Linked DNA regions of Mus musculus: regions 1 and 2 are each linked to region 3. Evidence: chromatin contacts called from public promoter capture Hi-C data. All regions are on one chromosome and are shown on one strand. The core of a region is the stretch at or near the end of the contact, and the rest is flanking DNA. Distances in the headings are between cores, read along the strand shown. Region 1 has its middle 29 kb from the start of Mir146. Region 2 has its middle 20 kb from the start of C1qtnf2. Region 3 holds the start of Nudcd2 (NudC domain containing 2).

What was found. Promoter capture Hi-C pulls out the DNA fragments that hold promoters and counts their contacts.
Region 1: a promoter capture Hi-C map of pre-B cells shows a contact between it and region 3, with 14 times the contacts expected there. The contact joins the enhancer-like site here to the promoter of Nudcd2 in region 3. A contact is called at or near these places in 7 of 39 promoter capture datasets (cranial neural crest, embryonic stem cells, frontonasal cranial neural crest and 4 more), 4 of 115 datasets of contacts at active chromatin or transcription factors (astrocytes, embryonic forebrain, large pre-B cells and 1 more) and 2 of 9 other capture datasets (liver and macrophages).
Region 2: a promoter capture Hi-C map of hippocampal neurons shows a contact between it and region 3, with 7 times the contacts expected there. The contact joins the enhancer-like site here to the promoter of Nudcd2 in region 3. A contact is called at or near these places in 4 of 39 promoter capture datasets (cranial neural crest, embryonic stem cells, hippocampal neurons and 1 more), 8 of 115 datasets of contacts at active chromatin or transcription factors (acute myeloid leukemia, astrocytes, bone marrow-derived macrophages and 5 more) and 1 of 9 other capture datasets (adipose tissue).

The regions. Positions count from the first base shown.
Region 1 is chr11:43,343,468-43,347,369 of GRCm38.p6, forward strand. No RefSeq gene overlaps it. Among named protein-coding and RNA genes, the nearest start is that of Mir146, 29 kb to the right of the region's middle. Within about 2 kb of position 1,589, at least 45 of the 459 cell types and tissues checked have an H3K27ac peak or open chromatin away from gene starts, as enhancers often do. A contact at or near this core is called in pre-B cells, where this site is marked.
Region 2 is chr11:43,492,238-43,496,115 of GRCm38.p6, forward strand. No RefSeq gene overlaps it. Among named protein-coding and RNA genes, the nearest start is that of C1qtnf2, 20 kb to the left of the region's middle. Within about 2 kb of position 2,009, at least 52 of the 459 cell types and tissues checked have an H3K27ac peak or open chromatin away from gene starts, as enhancers often do. A contact at or near this core is called in hippocampal neurons, where this site is marked.
Region 3 is chr11:40,732,091-40,735,920 of GRCm38.p6, forward strand. Nudcd2 (NudC domain containing 2) reads left to right here and starts at 1,571. Exons shown (of 4, transcript NM_026023.5): 1 at 1,571-2,064. The coding sequence starts at 1,876. It overlaps Hmmr (hyaluronan mediated motility receptor (RHAMM)), which reads right to left and starts at 1,347. Exons shown (of 18, transcript NM_013552.2): 1 at 1,224-1,347. The coding sequence starts at 1,269.

The DNA.
Region 1 (3,902 bases), core at 339-2,838, 2.6 Mb after region 3:
AAAAAGAATTAGGGGTTGCAGTTGATCTGTTAGTCCAAGCAAGACACGGTAGTAGTTTCAGAAGGAGTCAGAGTCATAAAAGGGAAAGGTGGGCAGGTTAAAAATATGTCTGAGTCAAGTAATCAACGCAAGGCTAAGCACAGCATTGCAAGCGGGGAAGAGATACGAGATTTCGACAAAGTCTCTGACTTATTTAACTGCATTGTGGTTGCTGTTCAATGAGGTAAGAAACATCAGAAAGCACAGATGGGTGATTGCAGGCTCACTCTCAAAATGCTGATTTCAAGACATCCAAATGGTGAAGTCAGGTATTCCATTTGCAGCTGGTAGGAAACAGACGTGACTTTTGTATTTAAATGTGATGCATGGAAACAGAGGGGAAAGTTGGGCCTGACTAAAGGCACACTCCTTTTAATGGAAGCACTTGTGAAGCAGAGGCAGAAAGATATTGGTCAGGTCAAGGTCAGCCTGGTTTACATACTGAGTTTCCCCAGGCTAGTTAGGTAACACACAGTGAGCTCTTGTCTCGGGTAAGAAAAAGGGGGGAGGAGGAGGAGGAGGAGGAGGAGGAGGAGGAGGAGGAGGAGGAGGAGGAGGAGGAGGAGGAGGAGAGGAGGGGAGAAAAAGGAGGAGGAGAGGGAGGAAGAGGAGGAGGAGGAGTGGAAAGAAGTGCTTGGCTTAGCTAGGGTTATATCGTTAGGAGAGAGAATACAATGTGAGAGGAAACAAGGTCCTGGGACCACATGTAGTGGCCAAGAAGGTGAACCTCTAGAGAAACATGAGGGAAATCCAGGCACAGAAAAATTGCAGAATGGCATCAACCCCAGAGCCTTTTCCAAACATTAATTCCTCCCTTGGTCCTGTTTCTTGAGCATTTGCACACAAGGTTTGAAATAGACCACCAATTTCTGGAAGAAAAAAAAAAAATCTGTTTTCCTTCAGGCCTTGGCTATTTCAGCATGACAGCTTTTGGCCTTGACTAAGCCTGTAGCCCCTGGAGATCCCAAGCTGCCCTCTGTGTTAAGAATCCTCGCAGCCAGAAGGCCATATGCAGCCCCAGACCTTACCATGGGTCACTATAAAGACATAGCCCTGGGCTTCGCAGTCTCTAAGACAACCAGAGACCTGGGTTCCTCTGCCCACCGTGCCTCCATTTCCTATGGTCCTGTAAGGAAGGCAGAGCCATATAGATAATACAAGCCTCAGTGTGCCAGCTACTCTCTGCCCTTGATTCTATGTCCCTGCACTTGGCTGCATGCAGCCAGCTCACCAGACTATTACATCTGCTCCCAGTATTGATGCGACATGCAGCAATTTGCTTTGAAAATCAACGTCTGAGGATTGGAGGGTTTGTCTGAAGTGCAGACCCGGCGCTCTGCTGAAAGGGTACAGCTGACTCACAACGCTTTCGTTTGTTTGGTTTACCCAGTCAGACGCACGCACCCCACCGGCCCTGCCCAGCATGCATGATCTGTGAGTCTCCTCTGGAGTTTGATTTGGGAGGATAATAAGCTACACAAAGGAGCAGATAACCAGAGGGGCTTACTTGCTGTCTGAAGGGTTTATATTTAGCTTGTGACTGGGCAGCTGTCAGGATGTGGCAATCACCCTTGGGAAACATAGTCCTGGGGGAACACAAAGGCGGGGCAGGACTAGGACAGGAAGAGGATATGGAGGGTTTAAACTGTTTAGGGACACAGGAAAGAGGACCAGACCAAATGTACCATATAAGCTATTATCTGGGGACAGTATTTTGGATACTTGAAGCACAGAATACAGACACAGCGAACACAAAATAGTGAACAAGAGGCATTTTCCCCAATGTTCTGTAAATGGCCCGCACAGAGAAATTCGAGGTCCCTTTGTCTTTCCTTCCCAGCTACACTCTATGATGAGCAGCCAGCAGAGCAGGTGGCTCCAAAAGCCTGTGTTCGCATGCAGATCTCATATGAGCTCAGAAGCCATCTCCCCTTGCTAAACAATGGAAATGCTGGAAAAGATAATCTGAAAGACATCAAAATTCTTCCCCAGCAAAGACAAGGAGAGTAACCTGAAGGGCACAGGTGGGGTCAACAGGAACCTGCCCATTATAGATGCCTGGGTCAGTTATCACAGGATGCTCTGCACTTGTTAAAGGTTCAGGGCTGATGCCATCCAAAACAAACAAACAAACAAAAACAGTGGTCAATGTTTTTTATTTAATTTAATTACATTTCTCCCCTCCCTTTCCTACCTCCAAGCCCTCCCCACTCTCCCTCAAATCTATGTCCTCTTTTTCACTAATTGTCATTACATGTATTAGATAGATAGATAGATAGATAGATAGATAGATAGATAGATAGATAGATAGATAGATTGATAGATAGATAGATAGATAGATAGATAGATAGATAGATAGATAGATAGATAGATAGATAGAACGTATTCAGGAATGCAACCTGTTTAGCTAGTCTGATTAATTGTATGTGTGTTTACAGGGCTGGCAGTGTGGCACTTGGCAACCATCTGGTATGCTCTTCCCTGGGGAGGTCCACCCCATCCCACTCTCTGCTTTATTCAGGTGCCTAGAGCTCTTTATGTGGGGCTGAGACTTCATGGGCTTTCCCCTATCCAATCTGTCATGTCCACTGGTGCCATCCTTGTTCAGCTCACACTTGGACAGTCTTAGTGGTGAGACTTCATGAGTACAGCTTCTGATATTACTAGGAGACACAATCTTAGATCAAAGTCCCTGATCCCCTGGCTCTTGCAATCTTTCTGCCCCCTCTTCACAATGCTCTCTCAGCCTTACACGTGGGAGGATTTTGTAGATGTATCCACAGGGACTGGAGTCCACAAACCTGCACTTTGATTGGCTGAGGGTTTTTTGTAGTGGTCTCCATATGTTCCAAACAGCACTTTCCTTGATGTAAAGACTACAGTTACCTGTAGGTATAAGAACAAATGTTTTTCGATTTTTAGGGAGTGTGCTGGTTTAGTAAATTAATGGTTCTAGACTCTTCTCCAGTTAACCAAGACTCTAACCAGCACTGAGTCTTTAGCTAGATTAGGCTAGCTAGTAGTTAGCTGTATTAGACATGAATTCCTTCTTGTTGAGCCTTGGACTTGTCTTAAATCCAACTGGAGACCTGATGGTTACTGCCAAGGCATGTGTGCCACTACTGCCCCCTTAGGGTTACCACGCCATGCTGGTTGTTGATGCGGCTCATTCGTGTTATAGTTAGATGGGACTGTTGCTCGCTTCCCTCCTTCGGAAACTTGCATGGTGCCTTCTGGTTCCGTGAAAGCTAGTGTTCAGGCCGGGCCGCTCAGGTCAGCTCCAGCTCAGAGGCCTCCGGGGCCTGTTTCTGAAATGCATCATGTCTTCAACAATAAGGATTTACTTTGATGGAAGTAATTTTTAAAGAGAGAAATGGTGCTACTCTCTGTTAGTCTTTAGTTACAATGTCCTGCTAAGTGAAATGGCAATGGGGCAGAAAGTGGCCGCTTACCGTCAACCAGGCAGCTGAGAAACGTGAAGAATGGTCACTCAGAGCTAGACAGCAGCAAGCACAGGCAAGGCAAGGACTCATCTCCCTTGTGCCAACCCCTCCCCTCTGCATTCCGGGACAGTGAGCCTGAGACACTGAGGCTGCCAGAGGAGAGAGAGAGAGAGAGAGAGAGAGAGAGAGAGAGAGAGAGAGAGAGAGAAAGTTTTACTTAAGCTTGGGTGTTTTGTTTGTTTGAGTTTTGTTTTGTCTGGTTAGTTGGTTGATTGGTTGGCTGTTTCTCTTGGTTTTTTTGTTTGTTTGTTTCTTTCTTTCTTTCTTTCTTTCTTTCTTTCTTTCTTTCTTTCTTCCTTTCTTTCTTTGAGACATGGCCTTACTCCATAGCACCCTGGCTGTCCTGAAACTCACTATGCA
Region 2 (3,878 bases), core at 759-3,258, 2.8 Mb after region 3:
GAACCTGAAAGGAATGTTCTTCGAGCAAAATGACCTGGTCGCCGGTACAAATGCCCTCTCTACACAGGGAAGAGCTGGGTGCTCTTTAGGAACTGACTGAAGCCAGAAGAATTGGGCAGTTAAGAAGAAGAGACTTGAGACTTGTGAGGGTGGAAGATCACAAAGACCCTCATAATCATGTTCCTTCCTATTAGAAAGCTGCTTTAGCTTCTGCCTGTAACTCCAGCATTCTGCTGGCTGAGGCAGGAGGATTGCATTGAGTTCAAAGCCAGTCTGGGCTAAGGGTGAAACTTTCTCAAGAAAAAAGAAAAAGAGTATTAATTTACCAGTATGCAGAGGGAGTATGACATTACAATGGGGTAATCCTGAGCCTCCTCAGAATGTAAGCGCTGTTCATCAAGGACCCAGGCTTTTTATTATTATTTGCTGGCCCACTGCTCGGTCGGTGATGAAGAGCAGGGTTTCACTGCGTGCCTGGTGGCAGGAATGAATAGCACTGAGATGAGTCTACCCTGGTCAGGTGTTTTCAGAATACAGGGCTAAAGAAGCCTCCATGCCAGAATGCGGTAAGCCCATGATCAACGCTTAGAGATTTTCCTATCTGATAGGGTCAAACATTCAAGCAGCTTGCGCTCACTGCCCCCTGGTGGATACTCATGGAACAACAGGTAGGGCATGGGCTGGTCCTGGGAAGCGTGGGCCCAGTGCTAACAAAATAAGGTTTATTTAATCATTCTCACTGAGTCCACCACAAATGCAATGGGGTGGGTAAGTGTCTAGAAACCAGGCAGTACTCTGTGGCCCAAACAGATCAACAGGTGGGCAGGGGTTCTGCCCGGGGTCCCCGCAGAAGGGTCAGCCTCTGAGATGGACTGGCACCTTCATTTGTAAACAGTTTTTTCTTTTCCTTTCTCTAAAAAAAAAATTTTTTTTAAACCAGGCATGATGATGAGAATCCCAGCACTCAGGAGGCAGAGGCAGGTGAATCTCTGTGAGTTGGAGGATAGCCTGATCTACATAACAAATGCCAGGCTAGCTAGGGCTACATGGTAAGACCCTCGTTCCTAGTCCTGTCTGTGGCTTCTTGAATGCCTTGAGAAGCTGGGCCTGTTTGCGGTCTTCCCTTTATGTAGGTACTGAAGAAGACCTAGAACTTGGTGAGCCTTTAATCCAAAGGCTCTCTCTCCTTCAATACACTCTTTGAAAAGCAGCTTCCCGCCTCACGGTTTTCGAGACAGGGTTTCTCTGTGCAGTCCTGCTGTCCTGGAACTTGCTCTGTCAACTGGGCTGGCCTGGAACTCAAAGAAGTCCGCCTGCTGGGATTAAGGCCTGTGCCACCAGACCCCAGTTCAGTGCATTCTTTGAAGGGCAGCTACCCCCTTCTGAAGCAGCCTGGAGAACCCCACCTCTGATCATGACAGTGCAGAGAGCTTCCAGCCCACACTGACAGACAGACCTTAGGTCTCCCCTGGCAAGTGCGTGTTGTACTCCGTTTACATAAGGGCTTTTCCTCTGCAGGTTGATGATCAAAATTATGGCAGGGGAGAAGTCTGACACCCATCTCAGACACAAATTTTAAAAGATGACCAAAGACTCAATAATATATACAGATAATATTTTAATAGAGAATGTTAGTAAATCAAGATTAATACAAAAACAAAGAGCAAAAGTCAAAGTTGGGATTGACAGGGCTGGAATTAGGGTGAGGTAAAGGAGAGACAGTGCGGGGGTGGGGGCGAGTCGGTTCTACAAGTACAGAATGCATCAAAGTTACATTGGAGGCTTGACAACCACCCCCCCAGCCTCCCCAGCTCCCCAGCCCCCCAGCCCCAACCCACTCTCTCCTATCCCCACCCCACTCTTCACCCCCACCATAATAGGAAGAAACGGCTTCCGGGCTGCATGTAATTCTTACTTGTGCCACTAGAGGGAGCACACCTACCGCACAAACCTCCAATAAGCCACAGGGGGCTGGAAAAACCAGCAGGCCTCTGCAGCAGACAGTTTCCTAGCCTCAGAGCCCAAGACAAAAGGGAGAGTCTCAGGCCAGGGTTCTAGGGTGGCTGTGATCTTGTGCTGGGAAAAAAGAAAAAGAAAGAAAAGGAATAAAATCAGTCTCACCTTTTCCAGACATCTGCACTTGGGACAGAGTTTTGAGCTCCCTGTTTGTGTCAGAGACCAGCCTGAGATGGGGCAGGAGTACCAGCTCTTGTTAAGCAAGAACGGGGTCCAGTCCTGAGTGTCTTGGGGTCCCCTGTGTGGTTTGGGTGATAACGTTTGTGACTTCAGCAAAATGAACGGCTGGGCCAGAAGATCTCAGGACCAATGTAGGCATCAAATGTTGATCTCTCTCTCTCTTCAAAGCAGTCAGGAAAGGACGACAACACACGCACAATGAGTAGCATTGCTGAGGGAATCAGCCAGCGTCTAAATCTCCACACTCAGGCCTCTGCTTCTACTGAAGACGTGTGTGTGTGTGTGTGTGTGTGTGTGTGTGTGTGTGTGTGTGTACACGCATGCACACACTGAGGCCAGAGAAAAATAGCGGGTGTCCTGATTTACCATTTCTCATCTTATTCCCTTGAGTCCGAATCTGTCACTGAACTTGGATCTCTGCTGATGACTGACAATCCCCAGCAATCCTCCTGTCTCTGTCCCCAATAGAACTAGAGTGACAGACTTGTGTTCATGCATGCCAGGCTTGTATGTGAGTTTGGGGAAAATCTGTATTTAGGGCCTTTTCTGCCCCTAACCTGCTTTTCTGGCCAATGCTTTTACACACTGAGCCATCTTCCCACCCCTCAGTGAAGACTTCTGTTATAACAAATCACTGTCAAATCTCCTGAGCTACACTAGAAATGGCGGCAACGTTTACTGAACACTGGCAGCAGGCCGCCTTTGATGTGTGCGGACTGCTCCACAGTTCACACTATTGTCAGCAGCTTCCAAGACCACCAACCTCACTTCATAGACACGGGGAAGCAGAGACCACAGATAGGGGGCCCCTGTGAGCAGGTCTGTCTACCCCATGCTTCCCAGCGGGAGGAGCCTGATAAACCAGAACTGTCTAGGCTTTGACAAGTTTCTGAGTAGGATAGAGTTGGTTCCGAGGGGGTCTCAGGTCAGACCTTTGAAGCCATTTGGTACCACAACCTACCCAGGCTTTCAGAGCAGTGGCTCGCCTCTCCTTGGGACCCTCTGATTCCATAGTCTGAGAGTCACAGACCCAGCTCCTTGCACATGGGTCTGATGACAGGAGACCCTACGTTAGTGTAGCTCCCTCACTCTTCAAGAGCTATACCCTTTCCCTGCTGTAGAAACAGAAGCCTAAAAAGAACTTTCCAGAAAAGGCCACAGATAGCTCAGGGAAAATGCCACACCCTCCCCCACCCCACATTTAAGACATTCTTCATCTACTTCCTAATTTTTTCCCCTCACATTAGTGCTAATTTAAAGACAAGATCAGAGCTGATGCCGTCATCACCACAGCCAGCTTCTTGTGTCTGCCTCACACAGAATCTTCCCGCTGAGGCTGGCAACCCTCCAGCATGGTTTCCTAGGGTGAGTCATTTACTACACAAGCAGAGCTGCACATGGAGGTCTCTGAGATCAAAGACTAAGGCATTCACCCAGAGAGCGGGCCATCTTCTCAGCTGACCCACCATCCCTTGGCTAAGCCCTGTGGGCAAATGGCTTTCAGGGCTTCTGAAGAGTAGCCCCTAAATGGCTGCTAGACTTGGCCAAGTTTGCATTCAACAAATATTTACTGAATTGCATCTATGTGCCAAGCTTCACCTTAGGCACGGGGGACCCTGAGGTGAGCTTAGGACTGGATACAGGAGACAGACATCGGGAAAATAGTCACACAAATACAAGCA
Region 3 (3,830 bases), core at 321-2,820:
AATGGAGGAACGTTGATAGAAACCAGATAGAGACTACTAACCAGTACATGCTACAGAGGATATAAACCGGCCTTTCATCTTCCGCTCCATCACTTACTTGCTGGCTGCATAATATAGTCAGAAACTCTCTCAATGTTCTCATTTGTAAAGAGTACAACTTTGGTACTTTTCTCGTCTAGCTGTTCAAAGGAATAACATATAGACCTTACGACAGTACAGCTGCACAGTTAGCATCTATCACCTCACACCCAAGGCTCTAGTTACTTGTGCATAAACCACAGCCCTTAAGAGCATAGCATATATCCTTGGAAGTCTGGGTTCCCACTCCATTTCTGCCAATTTAGTTTCATAAAATTGAGTGGATTTCAGTCTCATTTTTCATTTACTTCCAACATGCTATTAATTTGTTGTAGGTGTGAGTTACTGACAGTCTATGTAGCTCAGGCCACTAGGTCTGGAAGTGTCTATTTCTTACAGGTGAAAACATTAAAAATTACTTTATTCTAACTGTTTAAATGCTATCACCATCTACACTCAATTTACTCTGTCATCTACACACCAAGTTCCACTATTCTATTGTTAAAATGCTGAACATTACTTAAGAATTGTTTCATGAGATGGCTCAGTGGGTAAGAGCACTGACTGCTCTTTCAAAGGTCATGAGTTCAAATCCCAGCAACCACATGGTGGCTCACAACCATCTGTTATGGGATCTGAGGCCCTCTTCTGGTGTGTGAGGACAGCTACAGTATACTCATGTTAATAAATCAACCTTAAAAAAATAAAATATTAAAAAAGAAATTCCAAAGAACTGTTTCACGAGTGGAAAAGAATCCGTGGGCAGCTGTCTTTACTGAACAGATTTCTCAGTCTTTATGCTTTTATATCTGAATGCAATGTCAATGCAGAAAATTCTAAAGAGAGTAACTTCTTTTTAAAAAGAAAAGTAGCGCCTGCCAACTCCTAATCCCCTTCAACCAGCTGTGGTTTCTCCATGGTGTTGATGGCATATTTTGGAATCTCACGCTTGAAGACTCGCTGTGTGCAGGGATGACCTCATTTCACGTAGGGCCGCGTCTCTACCATCCCACACTGCGCTAACCAGGTGTTTACTGCGTGAATTTGGAGAAAAACAAACACCGCCCCAGCCCTAACCTGGCTTTCGAATGACTGGGAAACGAGGGCACATCCCCTTCCCACCCTGTTCCCCCACCCGTACGTACCCGAAGGGTCATTGAATCTCTTCAGGGGCGCCTTAGGAAAGGACATTCTGACGCCTGGGTCCAGATGAGACAGCAATCAAACGCCCCAGCAAACTGTCAGCTCGCCTGAATTCAAATTTACCTCAACTTTCCCCCTCAGCCAATCAGAAAACCTAAACCTATCTGGCCAATCCTGCATGGTCCAAAGAGCATGCGCACTAGATTCCTACCGCCGCCCAATCGGAAGGTTTGTAAGTTTAAGCTAGTAGCCAATAAGAGGCTGCTCCTGATCGTCGCCGCAAACAGCTCTATCCAATCACTTCTGGTTTTACTCAGTTTTACTGGGTAGCCCAGTTCGCGCAAGCGCACTTCACAGGCCGGTGGACGCGTCGGAATTTTGGCGTCACACAGGTTTAAAGATCGCAGGCACTTTTCTCCTTTGTTCCGGCGTCAGTGTTCTTTGGATGTCAACATCTCTAGGCTTCGGTCGATTTCACCAGGGCTCACGAGTGTCTTAAATGGGCTCTGAAAGGGAGAATTTTGCACACTCGGACACGCCAGTTTGGACTCTTGCGCATGTGCAGTGACCCCAAGGCGCCGAGGGCAAGCCCAGAGCCTAGTCCCGCCGGTGTAGTGCTCTCCCGGAGCCGTGTGCCTGCGTGGCGTCTTCAGAATGTCCGCCCCGTTTGAGGAGCGCAGCGGGGTGGTTCCTTGCGGGACTCCGTGGGGACAGTGGTACCAGACCCTGGAGGAGGTGTTCATTGAAGTCCAGGTGCCCCCCGGCACTCGCGCGCAGGACATCCAGTGCGGCCTGCAGAGTCGGCACGTGGCTCTGGCCGTGGGTGGCCGCGAGATCCTCAAGGTAGCAAGCCAGGGCTTGTCCCGAGTTCCTTCTTCTGGCTTTCCCGCACCCCGAGCCCTAAAATTCACGGTGTCAGAGGGATGACTGCTGGGTGTGGCAAGGTTAGTTCCTGGCTGGTAGAAAGAAGTGGTAAATTGTTCTGGCGAGGGGTCTCCACGGAGCACTGCACCCACAGAGCAGATTTTGCGCGGGTAGAACTCAAAGATTTTGTTCTCCACTTTATTTCTAAAATAGGTTTGGGGTGCTTTTATTTCCTCCGGAGTTCCTGCTGACAGAAGGCTAAGTAGGTCAAAAGAACGAATATGCGTCTTCTGGGCACCGATGGGAGTCCCAGAGACTAGACAAAAGGATTCTGAACTCTGTTCATGACGTGTAGGCTAATACAGGCACTTACAAGCAAGGCTAGGGTAATGGGATGAGGATTCCAAGATGTCAGATTGGTTTTCTAAATAACAAGTTTCTTGCATGTTGATCTTCATCGTAGTGAAAAGGTGTGTGAAGTTACCTAATTTCACCAAATTTTTAATCTGGTCACATTTCCCCGTTTTTGGTTAAGAATTTATTAAGACTCACATAACAATCAGGCTATACTTTACACCTAGATTAGATGCATAGCCTGTTGGAGGATGACTGTATAATGTAGTGGTGAACGGAGACATGATACTGTGTTTTGTAACCTTGGGCAGGAGAAGGAAAATTAGTCAACAGCTAATTGGATATCAATTTCTGCAACATGTGATTTGAACCTTTTTAAGAAACTGGCCTTTTCTAGTGCCAGCTTCTCAAAAGAGATTGAACTAGCTTTAATAACATTGAGTTTAAAAGAGAGAGCACTTTTAAGGCAGGTGTTGTGGTGCACGCTTTTAATCCCAGCATTTGGGAACCTTAGGCAGGTAGATCTCAGCTCAGCGAATTAGGCCAGCAAGCCAGATGTACTAAGCCAGCTCCATGACTCCATAGAGCAGTGGTTTTCAGCCTTTCCTAATGCTTCGCTCCATTAATAAAGTTCCTCATGGCCGGGTGTGGTGGGCACACGCCTTTAATCCTAGCACTCAGGAGGCAGAGGCAGGGGGATTTCTGAGTTTGAGGCCAGCCTGGTCTACAAAATGAGTTCCAGGACAGCCAGGGCTTTACAGAGAAACCCTGTCTTCAAAAACAAACAAAAAAGTTCCTCATGCTGTGGTGGCCCCCAACAATAAAAACAGTGTCCTTGATACTTCATAAGTGTAATTTTGCATTTACGAATCTGTCATTAAATATCTGGTATGTAGGATATCTGATATGTGACCTTGAAAGAGGTTGAGATGAACAGGCTGAGGACTGACAGACTCTGCTTCAAGAAAACAAAACATAGTCACCAGGTGGTGGCTGTACACACCTTTAATACTAGCATTCAGGAGGCAGAGACAGGATTTCTGTGAGTTTGAGGCTCTTGGTCTATAGAGCAAGTTCCTGGGCAGCCAGGGCTACACAGGGAACACCCACCCCCTTAAAAAATGCAAAACAAAAGAAGGAAAACAAAAAATAGGACATTTTTTCTAGTTTTAGTAGGAGTCCCTGTCTTGTTCATATTAATTAATTGGTAAAGCGTTTTATATGTTAATGTTGCGTTCTATCATAAAGAGTAGTATGTCTTCTCCTGTTTTGTGTAGTGGTGGTGGTCCCTGTGTGTTTCTTCCATGGTAAAGTTGTCAGATTTGTAAACTGGACTCTGATTAGGCGAAAGTTCAAGGTTGAGCACCTACAGGTAGGGGAACTTGGCCTAA